3 separate regions of the Pan troglodytes genome follow, and all the other regions are linked to region 3. A link is a contact called in public HiChIP or PLAC-seq data. All regions are on one chromosome and are shown on one strand. The core of a region is the stretch at or near the end of the contact, and the rest is flanking DNA. Distances in the headings are between cores, read along the strand shown.

The links. HiChIP or PLAC-seq counts read pairs in DNA pulled down with a chosen protein or histone mark.
Region 1: a contact with region 3 is called in an H3K4me3 HiChIP or PLAC-seq map of stem cell-derived excitatory neurons, with 2.6 times the contacts expected there. The contact joins the promoter of RCE1 here to the promoter of NPAS4 in region 3. A contact is called at or near these places in 2 of 7 Hi-C or Micro-C datasets (induced pluripotent stem cells and stem cell-derived neural progenitor cells) and 1 of 1 datasets of contacts at active chromatin or transcription factors (stem cell-derived excitatory neurons).
Region 2: a contact with region 3 is called in an H3K4me3 HiChIP or PLAC-seq map of stem cell-derived excitatory neurons, with 6 times the contacts expected there. The contact joins the promoter of RBM4B here to the promoter of NPAS4 in region 3. A contact is called at or near these places in 2 of 7 Hi-C or Micro-C datasets (a lymphoblastoid cell line and stem cell-derived neural progenitor cells) and 1 of 1 datasets of contacts at active chromatin or transcription factors (stem cell-derived excitatory neurons).

What each region holds. Positions count from the first base shown.
Region 1 is chr9:69,163,436-69,167,069 of NHGRI_mPanTro3-v2.0_pri, forward strand. It overlaps RCE1 (Ras converting CAAX endopeptidase 1), which reads left to right and starts at 2,108. Exons shown (of 7, transcript XM_054661443.2): 1 at 2,108-2,292; 2 at 2,411-2,513; 3 at 2,608-2,691; 4 at 2,940-3,018; 5 at 3,522-3,634. The coding sequence starts at 2,108. TOP6BL (TOP6B like initiator of meiotic double strand breaks) reads left to right here. Exons shown (of 17, transcript XM_054661441.2): 16 at 1,506-1,726; 17 at 1,826-1,981. The coding sequence ends at 1,891.
Region 2 is chr9:68,998,296-69,002,031 of NHGRI_mPanTro3-v2.0_pri, forward strand. It overlaps RBM4B (RNA binding motif protein 4B), which reads right to left and starts at 2,332. Exons shown (of 4, transcript XM_508578.9): 1 at 1,993-2,332; 2 at 897-1,320. The coding sequence starts at 1,308.
Region 3 is chr9:68,742,356-68,745,875 of NHGRI_mPanTro3-v2.0_pri, forward strand. It overlaps NPAS4 (neuronal PAS domain protein 4), which reads left to right and starts at 1,944. Exons shown (of 7, transcript XM_063784194.1): 1 at 1,944-2,295; 2 at 3,046-3,197; 3 at 3,377-3,479.

The DNA.
Region 1 (3,634 bases), core at 858-3,357, 420 kb after region 3:
GACCTCGTGATCTTCCCGCCTCGGCCCCCCAAAGTGCTGGGATTACAGGCATGAGCCACCGCGCCCGGCCAAGAGGCCTCTCCCACATCCAGGCGCTCACAAAGGCCTATCACTTAGGCCTGATGAACACTTCTGATTCCTGGTGACGCCTCTATCTCCACTGTCTTCACTTGTCATTGGGCTCTTAAGGTCTTCCTGTCTCTAGTTTGATCTAAGCCACACCTTTGAAAGAACGATCTTTCTGAAGTACAAAATTACCAATATATTTCACCAGTGCTTAAAACTCTTTATTGGCTTCCTGTCTTCTACAGATGAAAATCTGTTTCTAGCCAGGCAAGGTGGTGTGTGCCTTTAGTCCCAGTTACTCGAGAGGATGAGGCCGGGAGTTCAAAGCTGCAGTGAGCTATGATCACGCCACTGCACTCCAGCCTAGGTGACAGGCGAGACCTCATCTTTAAAAAGTAAAAATTTATATAGGAAGTTGTTTTATGCCTTTGCATAAGGTTTACTTGTGTTAACTTTCAGCAAGAAATTCCCTTTCTCTCCCTTGTCTGGCATATCACTCTTCATCCTTCAAAACCCAGCTCTGGGGCAGGAGTGGTGGCTTATGCCTGTAATACCGTCACTTTGGGGAGCCGGGGCGGGAGGACAGCTTGAGACTAGCCTGGGCAACACGGTGAGACCCGTCTCTACAAGTAAAAAAAAAATAGCCGGTGTGGTGGCATGCGCCTGTGGTTCCTGGTACTCTGGAAGCTGAAGCTGAGGCAGTAGGATCGCTTGAGCCCAGGAGGTCGAGGCTGCAGTGAGCCAGGACTGCGCCACTGCACTCCAGCCTGGGCAACAGAGCAAGACCTTGTCTCAAAAAAACAAAAGGTCAGCTCAGGTATCTCCTCATGGAAACCCTTCTTCACATCCAGAGGTGGTCGGCTTCCTTCTCTATTTTAACCCTGGGCTTTGTACACAGGTCTGCATCCCCTCCTAGCATCTGTGAGCTTCTCTCAGGGAAAAGCTCATTGATCTGCATCCCCAAGACCTGCTGGGGAAGAATCTATTCATCTAAACTCGCTTTAATTTGACAAATGAATCAGTTAAGAGTAGGAAAGCTGCCTATGGGCACTGCTCAATGCAACGTGAGCAACAAAGGGAGACAGAACTGAGGCCAGAAAGGTGAGGGAGGACAGAGGCTGGCAGGGAGGGGGGCTTGTCCGTGCAGACTCCAGGAAGAATCTATACAGAAAGTTACTGAGCGGCCTGAGTCCCCCAAGTGAGGGCTCGGGACAATCTCCCGCCTGGGTGAGAGAATAGGGAGGCCCTGAAACGTCTCTGCAGCCTCGGGCTGCTCCAGAAGCGCCCACAGCTGCAGGGTTTTGGTGTGGATGGGACCTGCTGACAGGGATGCGGTGGGAAGAGCCCCTCGGCGCCCGTTCTCCCAGGCTTCCCCTTGCCCAAGGGTGCTCCTAGCACAGGGCCATGAAAGTAAGATGAAGAGGCTTGTTTTCTCCTAGATACCAGCGGGCAAGCAGAAAACAAGAGGCTCAAGAGGGGCAGCCCCCGCATAGAGGAGATGCGATCTCTGCGCTCCGCCAGGGCCCCGAGCCCTTCAGAGGCCGCCCCGCGCCGCCCGGAGGCCACCGCGGCCCCCCTCACTCCTAGAGGAAGGGAGGACCGCGAGGCTCACGGCAGGGCCCTGGCGCCGGGCAGGGCGAGCCTCAGGAGCCGCCTGGAGGTAACTGGGCGAGGGCCGCGCAGGGAAGGGCTCAGCAGGAGGTGCAGGCCACGGGCCGCTGCTGAGAGGTCCTCACCCCGGGCCCCCTTGTTCCCGCAGGACGTGCTGTGGCTGCAGGAGGTCTCCAACCTGTCAGAGTGGCTGAGTCCCAGCCCTGGGCCCTGAGCCGGGTCCCCTTCCGCAAGCGCCCACCGATCCGGAGGCTGCGGGCAGCCGTTATCCCGTGGTTTAATAAAGCTGCCCCGCGCTCACCAAGTCCTCTTCCGCGTCTGCTTCCGCGTCGGGCCCGGGCGGGGCGGGGCGTGGAGCCGCACCGCGGCCTGACGTCACCCACACCTCCCTGGGACTGCGTCACTGGTGCGCGCCGCGGGTCAGGGCGCAATGGCGGCGCTGGGCGGGGATGGGCTGCGACTGCTGTCGGTGTCGCGGCCGGAGCGGCCGCCCGAGTCGGCGGCGCTGGGGGGCCCGGGCCCCGGGCTGTGCTGCTGGGTGTCAGTGTTCTCCTGCCTCAGCCTCGCCTGCTCCTACGTGGGCAGCCTCTACGTCTGGAAGAGCGAACTGCCCAGGTGCGGGGGCTGCGCGCGGCCGGAATCCGCGCCCTGCGGGCGGAGCTTGGGCGAGCCGGGGGCGGGTCCGTGCTCATGGGCAGCCGCGGGCCCCCTGAACTTACTGTCCCCTCCGTAGGGACCATCCCGCCGTCATCAAGCGACGCTTCACCAGCGTCCTGGTGGTGTCCAGTCTCTCACCTCTGTGCGTGCTGCTCTGGAGGGAACTCACAGGCATCCAGGTGCGAAGGAGGCGGGGCAAAGGGCAATGGCGGTGAGAGCTCAGGGGTCTTTAGGGGAGGAAGCAAAACTGATGCCCCCTTTCCTGTGGCTCAGCCAGGCACATCCCTGCTCACCCTGATGGGCTTCAGGCTGGAGGGCATTTTCCCAGCGGCGCTGCTGCCCCTGTTGCTGACCATGGTGAGTGCTCCTCCTGTATTTTTTCTTCTGGTCTTTGTTATCAGCCTGATGGGCAGTGCCGTGGACTCCTCTTGTTTTTGGTTTTTGGTTGATGGGAGACAGGACTTTTGAGATGGCCCCAGGGTCCTCCGGTATGCATGGTCTGGAAATCGTGGCTGAGAGGATTTCAAGCTTGGAGTCTCAGGGAGCATGGGCAAAGGTCTGGGCAAAAGCGGTGGGTTATGGTGAAAGTGTTTTCTTGCTCTCAGATTCTTTTCCTGGGCCCACTGATGCAGCTCTCTATGGATTGCCCTTGTGACCTGGCAGATGGGCTGAAGGTTGTCCTGGGTGAGTCTTAAAGGCTGAAGGGAAAAGTAAGCACAGGCAGTCCAGGACATTGGGGCAGGGAGTCAGCGGGCTCAGGGTGTGATCTGGACACGTGAAATGTCATCTCTCTGGGTGTGTTTTCTCATCAGTAAAATGGAAACATAGAGCTAGGTGGCCTCTAAGGGTTGATTGCCAACGTCCAAGGAGTTCCCTGGGAACCCCCAGCAGCATTTGGTGTGGATCAGAGAGCACTGTTCCCTGCTTCCCCAACCAGAGCTAGTCTTGCTTAAATTTTGGTGTCTCCAGAGTTTACTTCCAGGATGCCCTGCCTCAGCTAATGCCTTCCCTTCAGGTCATCTCAAGACATTGGGTTTATGTTGGGTCCACACCCCCGTCCTCAGGAGTATTGATGCCTAACCTGAGTTTGGCCAGGGTAAAGTTGTGGGAGAGGAGCCCTTGGAGCCTCTGGGGTCTCACTGTCTGACAGCCTGTCACTCACAGCTTGTCCTGAATTCCCTCTGCAGCCCCCCGCTCCTGGGCCCGCTGCCTCACAGACATGCGTTGGCTGCGGAACCAAGTGATCGCCCCGCTGACAGAGGAGCTGGTGTTCCGGGCCTGTATGCTGCCCATGTTAGCA
Region 2 (3,736 bases), core at 1,082-3,581, 260 kb after region 3:
TAGCCACAGGCCTCATGACTACTGAGTGCTTGAAACGTGTCTGGTATACACTTGAAAAACTGAATTTTAAGTTTTATCTAATCTGTTAATTTCAATTTACTAAGCCGCATGTGGTTACCATATTAGCACAGTTCTAGAGTCTTCTGACAACCTCTTGTGGTATTAATGACAACATATGTACCTTTATTATCGGTATAAATAGTATGATATGCTCTACGATGCTTGTACTGAAATTTCTTCAGAAGCGGGACCATCATTCCCATTGAGTCTGATATATTTAGAAATTTCCTTTTCTGAGGGTGAAATAAACAGGTGGAGCAGAACACTCCATGGCATGTTTTTTTTGACTCTGCTTGAAGAGACTGCACAACTTTCATCAACAAAAAGATACTCCCGCAGATCCAGACTTGCCACCCAGATTTATAATATAGGGCTTCCTCTAGATGTCTTTTTTCTTCTTTCCCACCAGTATCCACCCAAAGCAGTAAAGAATATAAATCTTAAGCACTTAAACCCTCAAATATAAGGCTTCCTGATCATCACCAAAGAAGCAGGTAAGCCACGGACCTTTATCCTCCCTTCTCTCATGAGGTACTCGTTTCCCCAAGCAGATTACACTTCCAACAGCACTCGAATCAATGCAAGAATCCCGCAGGGTAAAGTAACCCACAGTTTGTGATTCTATGCAGTCGGTGAGCAACATCTTAGCAAACCTGAAAAGGGGAAGTGTTTGCTTCCCCAGGGGTAAATTATGCTTAAGAGCGGTAAACATAATCTATTATTTCCAGCTAAAACAGAATGGAAGAGACCACCCAGCAAGTTCTATAGTCTTGTGTTCTTGCCTGTTTTGAGCTAGACCCCACTCGGCGCTACTACCCAGGCCCAGAGCAGTTCACCTTGAAACTCTGTGTTGTCAAGGCCCCTGATGGCCTCCACTGCATCCTCTGCCCGCTCCATGTGTACGAAGGCATAATCTTTCACGATGTCACATTCGATGACCGGACCATACTCCTCAAACTTGGCCCGAAGCTCTTGGTTGGTACAAGTGGGGCTGATGTTACCCACGTGTAACTTGGTTGAAGCTTTGCTCTTATTCTTGCTGGCTTCCACGTTGATGTTCACCCCATGAAGCTTGTAATGGTGCAGGTTGCGTATGGCATCCTCAGCTGCCGTCTTGTCTTCTATGTGCACAAAGCCGTAATTCTTAATTATGTCACATTCCAGCACCTTCCCATACTGTTCGAAAAGAGAGCGAATCTCCTGCTCTGTGGCCTCCCGGGGAAGGTTTCCGATGAACAGCTTCACCATCCTGACAAGAGCCTGGGAGAGAAACACAAGACTTCAAAAGTCAGGGGTGTGGTGGGAAATTTCGGTGCACTGCAGCATTTTCGTCTAATCCTCCAAAGTTCTTGCACCTTCAAGACCCTCGTACAGACATTCATTATTCTTCCTCAATAGAAGAAGGGCGGTTTGTTCTCGAGAAGTGCGAGCTATGCGTGACATGCAAACAGGAGGTCGAGGGTCAGCAGGCATAGCCCAGTCTATCATCTCCGTGAAGTGGAGCGCAATGAAATACCAGAATTAGCTGCTTCATGTCTTAAAATGAGGAAAGGGAAAAGCCCAAGCAAAGGCAAGGGGCATCAATCGCAGTGCGCCTGGTAACAAGGTTTTGGAGGGAAATCTGTGTACCTCTCCTGCGCGCACTAGCGCCTTTCAAGATACTCTAAAAAGAAAAAAGTCCCCTTTCCCCCAAACCGGGGACCAACCACCTCGCCCACAGCGGCCCACCCTCCAGCTTCTTCGCCCCAACAAAGACTCGACCCGACCCCTGCCCCGCCTCCTTCCGGAGACCCGGCCCCGCCTCCTCCCGTTGTCTTCCCAGACCTCTCGCTGCAAAATGAGAAACCCAAATCCGGGCCGTGCAGTCTGCCGGAGGCCCGGCCCGACCCGCCCCCGAGCTCCCCACATCACACACACACGACCCCCTCGCACCTCCGGGTGGCGGCAGCGACGGCGGCTCCCACGTCAGAGAGAACCCTACAAAATGGCGACGGCCGCTCGAGCCTCGACGCGACCGGGCCCTTTCTCGCGCGCCAGCTCACGCACGCGCGAGTGCGCGCTGCTTCCCTCCCCTTCCCCTCGCGGGAGCCGAGTGACCAATCCCGAGGCTGCATACAAATGACCACGCAGCACGGGGGCGGGGCCTGTTGGTGGTGGCGCGGCGCCGCGGAGGTCAGCCCACCCCCAGCCCCAACCAGCCAGTCACCACCCTGGAAAGGGTCGCCACTGCTGCGTCAGAGGGGCTCTGAACGCAACCACTGCCTAGAAAAGCGGAGGCCTTGGGGAGTCACTCACCATCACAATGGGTCCTGCTCTTGGGCCCTTTGAGGGGGGCGGGGAGCTAACGACAGAGGAATCTCCCCGAGGGCCCTAAAAAGGGGCTTTTGTAGCGGGCTGGCCGGCTTCTGTGGCAGCTTGGGGCAACATTTCAAAAATACAGGTGCGCCACATTTTAAGCAAAACTAGTCATTGTTTTGTAGCGCTTTAAACATTAAAGTTTGTCATTGCAGAGGTGTTATTTATTGCTACGGAAACTGAGAACCAAGGGGCAGAAAGATAACCTGGCAGAACTGGGACAGACCTAAGAGGCATTGCTACCCAGGCTACGCTTAGTCATGTTTTGTTTGCTCGTGAGTATCCGTGGTCTGGTTCTCTCTCACTCATTGTGTGTCCATCACAGTCCGGGTCTGTGGTGAGCACACCAGAGGAATACTTGGTGGAGAGGCCCAGCGAGGTCCCTAGTTCTGGGTGGGACAGGGTCTCCTCGTACACACCAAGCTGGAAGTCTAGGCAACTGAGTTTCCCGACTGTCTAGCATTCAAAATTCAGCTGTGGTCCAAGGGCACCTCCTGGCGGTAAAAACAAGCTTAGGCGGGCCGGGTGCGGCGGCTCACGCCTATAATCCCAGCACTTTGGGAGGCCGAGGCGGGCGGATCACGAGTTCAGGAGTTCGACACCAGCTTGGCCAACATGGTGAAACCCCGTGTCTACTAAAAATACAAAAAATAGCCGGGCGTGGTGGCGGGCGCCTGTAATCCCAACTACTCGGGAGGCTGAGGCAGGAGAATCGTTGGAACCCGGGAGGCGGAGGTTGCAGTGAGCCGAGATGGCGTCACTGCACTCCAGCCTGGGTGACAGAGCAAGACTCGGTCTCAAAAAAAAAAAAAAAGTTTAGGCTGATTCCCCACTGTCACTTTCCAACAAAGAATAGCCTTTTATGGAGATTGATGGATTGGGTTTATCTCCTAGTAGAGCCTGCCAGGGAGGTTGTCAACCACCATTCCTCATTGTAGTGGCTCCATAATGGCTTCTCTGATACCATCTGGGACACATTCCCCAGGCTGCCCTCTTCCACCCCAGCTACTTGGATATGTTCTTTCCCTGAGTTCTTTTTGTTTCTCAGCCATTTCAGAAGAGGCACTGTCCTTCCAATTTTATTTTATTTTTATTTTTTGTTTAATTTTTTAAAGACGGAGTCTCACTGTGTCGCCCAGGCTGGAGGGCAGTGGTGCGATCTCGGCTTACTGCAACCTCCACCTCCTGCGTTCAAGCCATTTTCCTGCCTCAGCCTCCCGAGTAGCTGGGACTACAGGCGTGCGCTACCCCCCAGCTAATTTTTGTATTTTTAGTAGAGACAAGGTTTCACCGTGTTGGCCAGGCTGGTGTCGAACTCCCG
Region 3 (3,520 bases), core at 694-3,193:
ATCCAAAGATCAAGGGATTGTTCAAATGGAAGCTTGAGAGAGGGGTGGGTAGGTACATTAGAGGTCAGATTGAGATGAAAGAAGCAACACAGACCCGTGTCCAGGAGAAATCATCTCTCTGTCATCCAGGTCAATGGGGTTAGAGACAGTGGCAGACAGATAAGCGGACATCGTTCCCTCCACCTCAGCTGTGACACTGACCACAGGATGGCCCCAACCTCTGCCAAAATGCATAAGACACCAGAATAGGGTCTCCACACCTTGTACACCTCTTCTAAGACATACTTCTCCTCAGCCGCCTCTCCTCCCACTCTACCTCTCTTACTACCACCCCTTTCCATGAGGAGCGGGGAGTTCCCTGGCCCCAAATTGTCCTTTTTGATGGCAAAGTTCATCTCCATGCTTCCTGTGTGACTGGGACTTCCCAGTCCCACCCTCCAATTTTTAAGTGGCCTCATTTCCAGCCACTTAAGTGATTCCATGCGCACACAGCTACTCCATCAAACGAGATTTCAGATAAGAACATTCCCTAGCCCACTTGCTTCTTGCATTATTGAATCCCAGGATAAGAACGGCGCATCCTCGCCCCTGTAGACAGCAATCATCTGTGGTGAAAAGAGAAAAAAAGCGGGTGTGTGTGGGGGGGTGGGGATAGGGCAAAGGTGACAGGATATGAAAAGGATAGAAAAGGATGTGAAAGGACAGAAAAAGAAACGAAGGTGGAGAGTGGAGAGCTGAAGGTGGAGAGGCAGAGCCAGGAGCCTTAGAGGCGCAAATGTGGAGAGGGGTGGAGGGAACCTGGCAAAAATACAGGGTCCCTGGTAGGTGCAGGGGTCATGGAGGGTCCGGCGCTGCCCCTTCGCTTCTCAGCTGCTCCCCCGTCTTGCCCGCCTAGGCAGGGCGGGGAGCCCTCCGGAGCCGTGCGGAGGCAGCCAGGCCCCGCCCGCCGCAGCCGCGGCAGCCGCCGGAGGATTCCTGTCCTAATATGGAGCTGGGATTCCCCCGGCCCCGCCCCCGCCCCCGGCCCGCGGGGAGACAGAGGCTGGCAGCAGGGCGGGGGGAAGCGCTCGCTTGGGGGCCGGCAACGGGGGGAAGGGATGCCTAAGTGCAGACCCAGGTCCTCGACGTGCCCCCACGTCCCTGCCTCAGTTTCCCCTTCAGTAAGGTTAATTAGCTGAGAGGGAAACCACGAATCACTGCAGACTACAGCGCTGGTGTTGGTTTCTATTCTTGGCTGTGGGAAAACAGGATCAACGCCAAATTCAGCTGGTCCCTTTCCCACCGGACCCCCTTTCCACCCATCCTTGGGACTTAGACCCCCATGAACACCCCCTGATAAGCCGCCAAGGCCCGATTTGGGAAGCGGGGGCGGGAATTTGTTCTCTAAAAATGGCCAAGGGAATCCCAGGTTAAATAGTCCCCAGAGAGGAACCCCAGCAGTGACCTGTCCCACGGAGGCCAAGGAAAGTCCTCCTTCCCTGCATGTGAACGTGACCTTGTCTGTCAAGTAACGAGGGGGATTTGTAGACAACCCTGTTCTTCCCCATTCCTCAACTCCTCAGAAAAATTAGTGTCAGTGCCAGCCCCTCTCTGCCCTCTGCGGACTCCTGCCGCGGGCTTCAGGCCGCCCTAACCCTGGCCCTGTCGCTTCCCTCAACTGAACGCATTCAGACGCCAGGGTCCCCACACTCCATTCAAGCTTTCCTAACGCAGCGCCTTCCTCTCCGCTCAGCTCCCGCCAGGCTTGGCCCCCTCCGCAGCCTCCTGCTCCCCCCTCGCCCGCCTCCCTCCCTCTCTCATTCTACGTCATGAGATGACGTCGGAAGCCGGGCGGGAGGAGGAGCCCCCCTCCCCAGTCAGCGGCTCCCGCTGCAGCTTGCTTAGCCCAGCCTCCCGCTCTCCCGCCCCCCCGGCTCTAAAACGAGCCCCCCACGCCTGGCAGGAGCTATATAAGGCGGCGTGAGGCAGGCGAGGGGGGCAGCGCAGCCGAGCGGAGCCCAGGAGAGCAGAGAGCGAGCCTGAGCGAGAGACGGGGAAGCACGGAGGAGGAAGCCGCCGGTGCGTCGGGACGGGAGCGCAGGTGCTCGGGCACCCGAGCTGGAGCTCCGCAGCCGCCGGTCATGTACCGCTCCACCAAGGGCGCCTCCAAGGCGCGCCGGGACCAGATCAACGCCGAGATCCGGAACCTCAAGGAGCTGCTGCCGCTGGCCGAAGCGGACAAGGTCCGGCTGTCCTACCTGCACATCATGAGCCTCGCCTGCATCTACACTCGCAAGGGCGTCTTCTTCGCTGGTGGTGAGCATGCTGGGGCTACCGCAGATCCGAGCTGCCAGGCGCCGGAGACCCTGGAGCTGAGGGAACCCGCTGGGGCTGCCGCATGTCTAGGGCAGCGTGCTGGCGAACTGGGGAGATTCGGGACTTTCTACTTTTCCTCCTGAGCTCCCTCCAGACCTCACCTTAGTTCTGAATGAGAGTTAGAGAGCCTGGACGGTGTCCCTAACACCAGATTATGAGAGGAGAAGAGCCAGGACAGAGCGGCCTCGGTGCCCGCCAGTGCAGAAGCGCTCCGGGAGCCGGGGAGGGAAGCCCGGGAAGTTGCAGGGATGGAGCTGCCTGAGCCTAGGGGAACATAGCTACTGTCCGCGGTGCTGAAAGGGATCTCCTGGCGCCTTCCGGGCGCTGCCCATGGTGCTGACGGCTGCGTCGGCCGTGTATGGCTCTGTCCATGGTTCTGAACCCACAGTCGGCTTCGGAGCTCTGTCCGCGGTTCTGAAATTCAGAGCCGCTTTGGAGCTCTGTCCGCGGTTCTGAAATTAAGAGCCGAGGAGGAGCCGACCCCGCTTTAGAAGTCGAGGGCTTGTGGGCTATGGAGATACAGCAACAGGTTCCCTGGCCAAGAGCTGCGGGCAGCGGGTCAACAGGTGTTTGCAGAGGCAGGTCCATGAGAAATTCCTCTGGATTCTCTGAAACTCAGACCATGCCTTCCTCACTTCTTCTTTGCCTCCCAGTCTTACTCCTGACGCACTACGTCTTCTCGCCCTACAGGCACTCCTCTGGCGGGCCCCACGGGGCTTCTCTCAGCTCAAGAGCTTGAGGACATCGTAGCGGCACTACCCGGCTTTCTGCTTGTGTTCACAGCCGAGGGGAAATTGCTCTACCTGTCTGAGAGTGTGAGCGAGCATCTGGGCCACTCCATGGTGAGTGCTAAGGGTCCTTTCAGCTGAGGCTGGGCATGGAGTGGGTGCCGTGAGCCTTCCACTCCTGAGGAACTGGGAATTACTATGGAGGGAGAGGTTATACCCTACAAGATACTGTAGATCAAAGATTGGCTCCTGCTGTTCTCCCTAATGGTCATCTCTTCTTTTCCTCCCTCCAGGTGGACCTGGTTGCCCAGGGTGACAGCATCTACGACATCATTGACCCAGCTGACCACCTCACTGTGCGCCAGCAACTCACCCTGCCCTCTGCCCTGGACACTGGTAAGGACTCCCTTCTCCCTTCCTCGGTCCAATTTCCCACC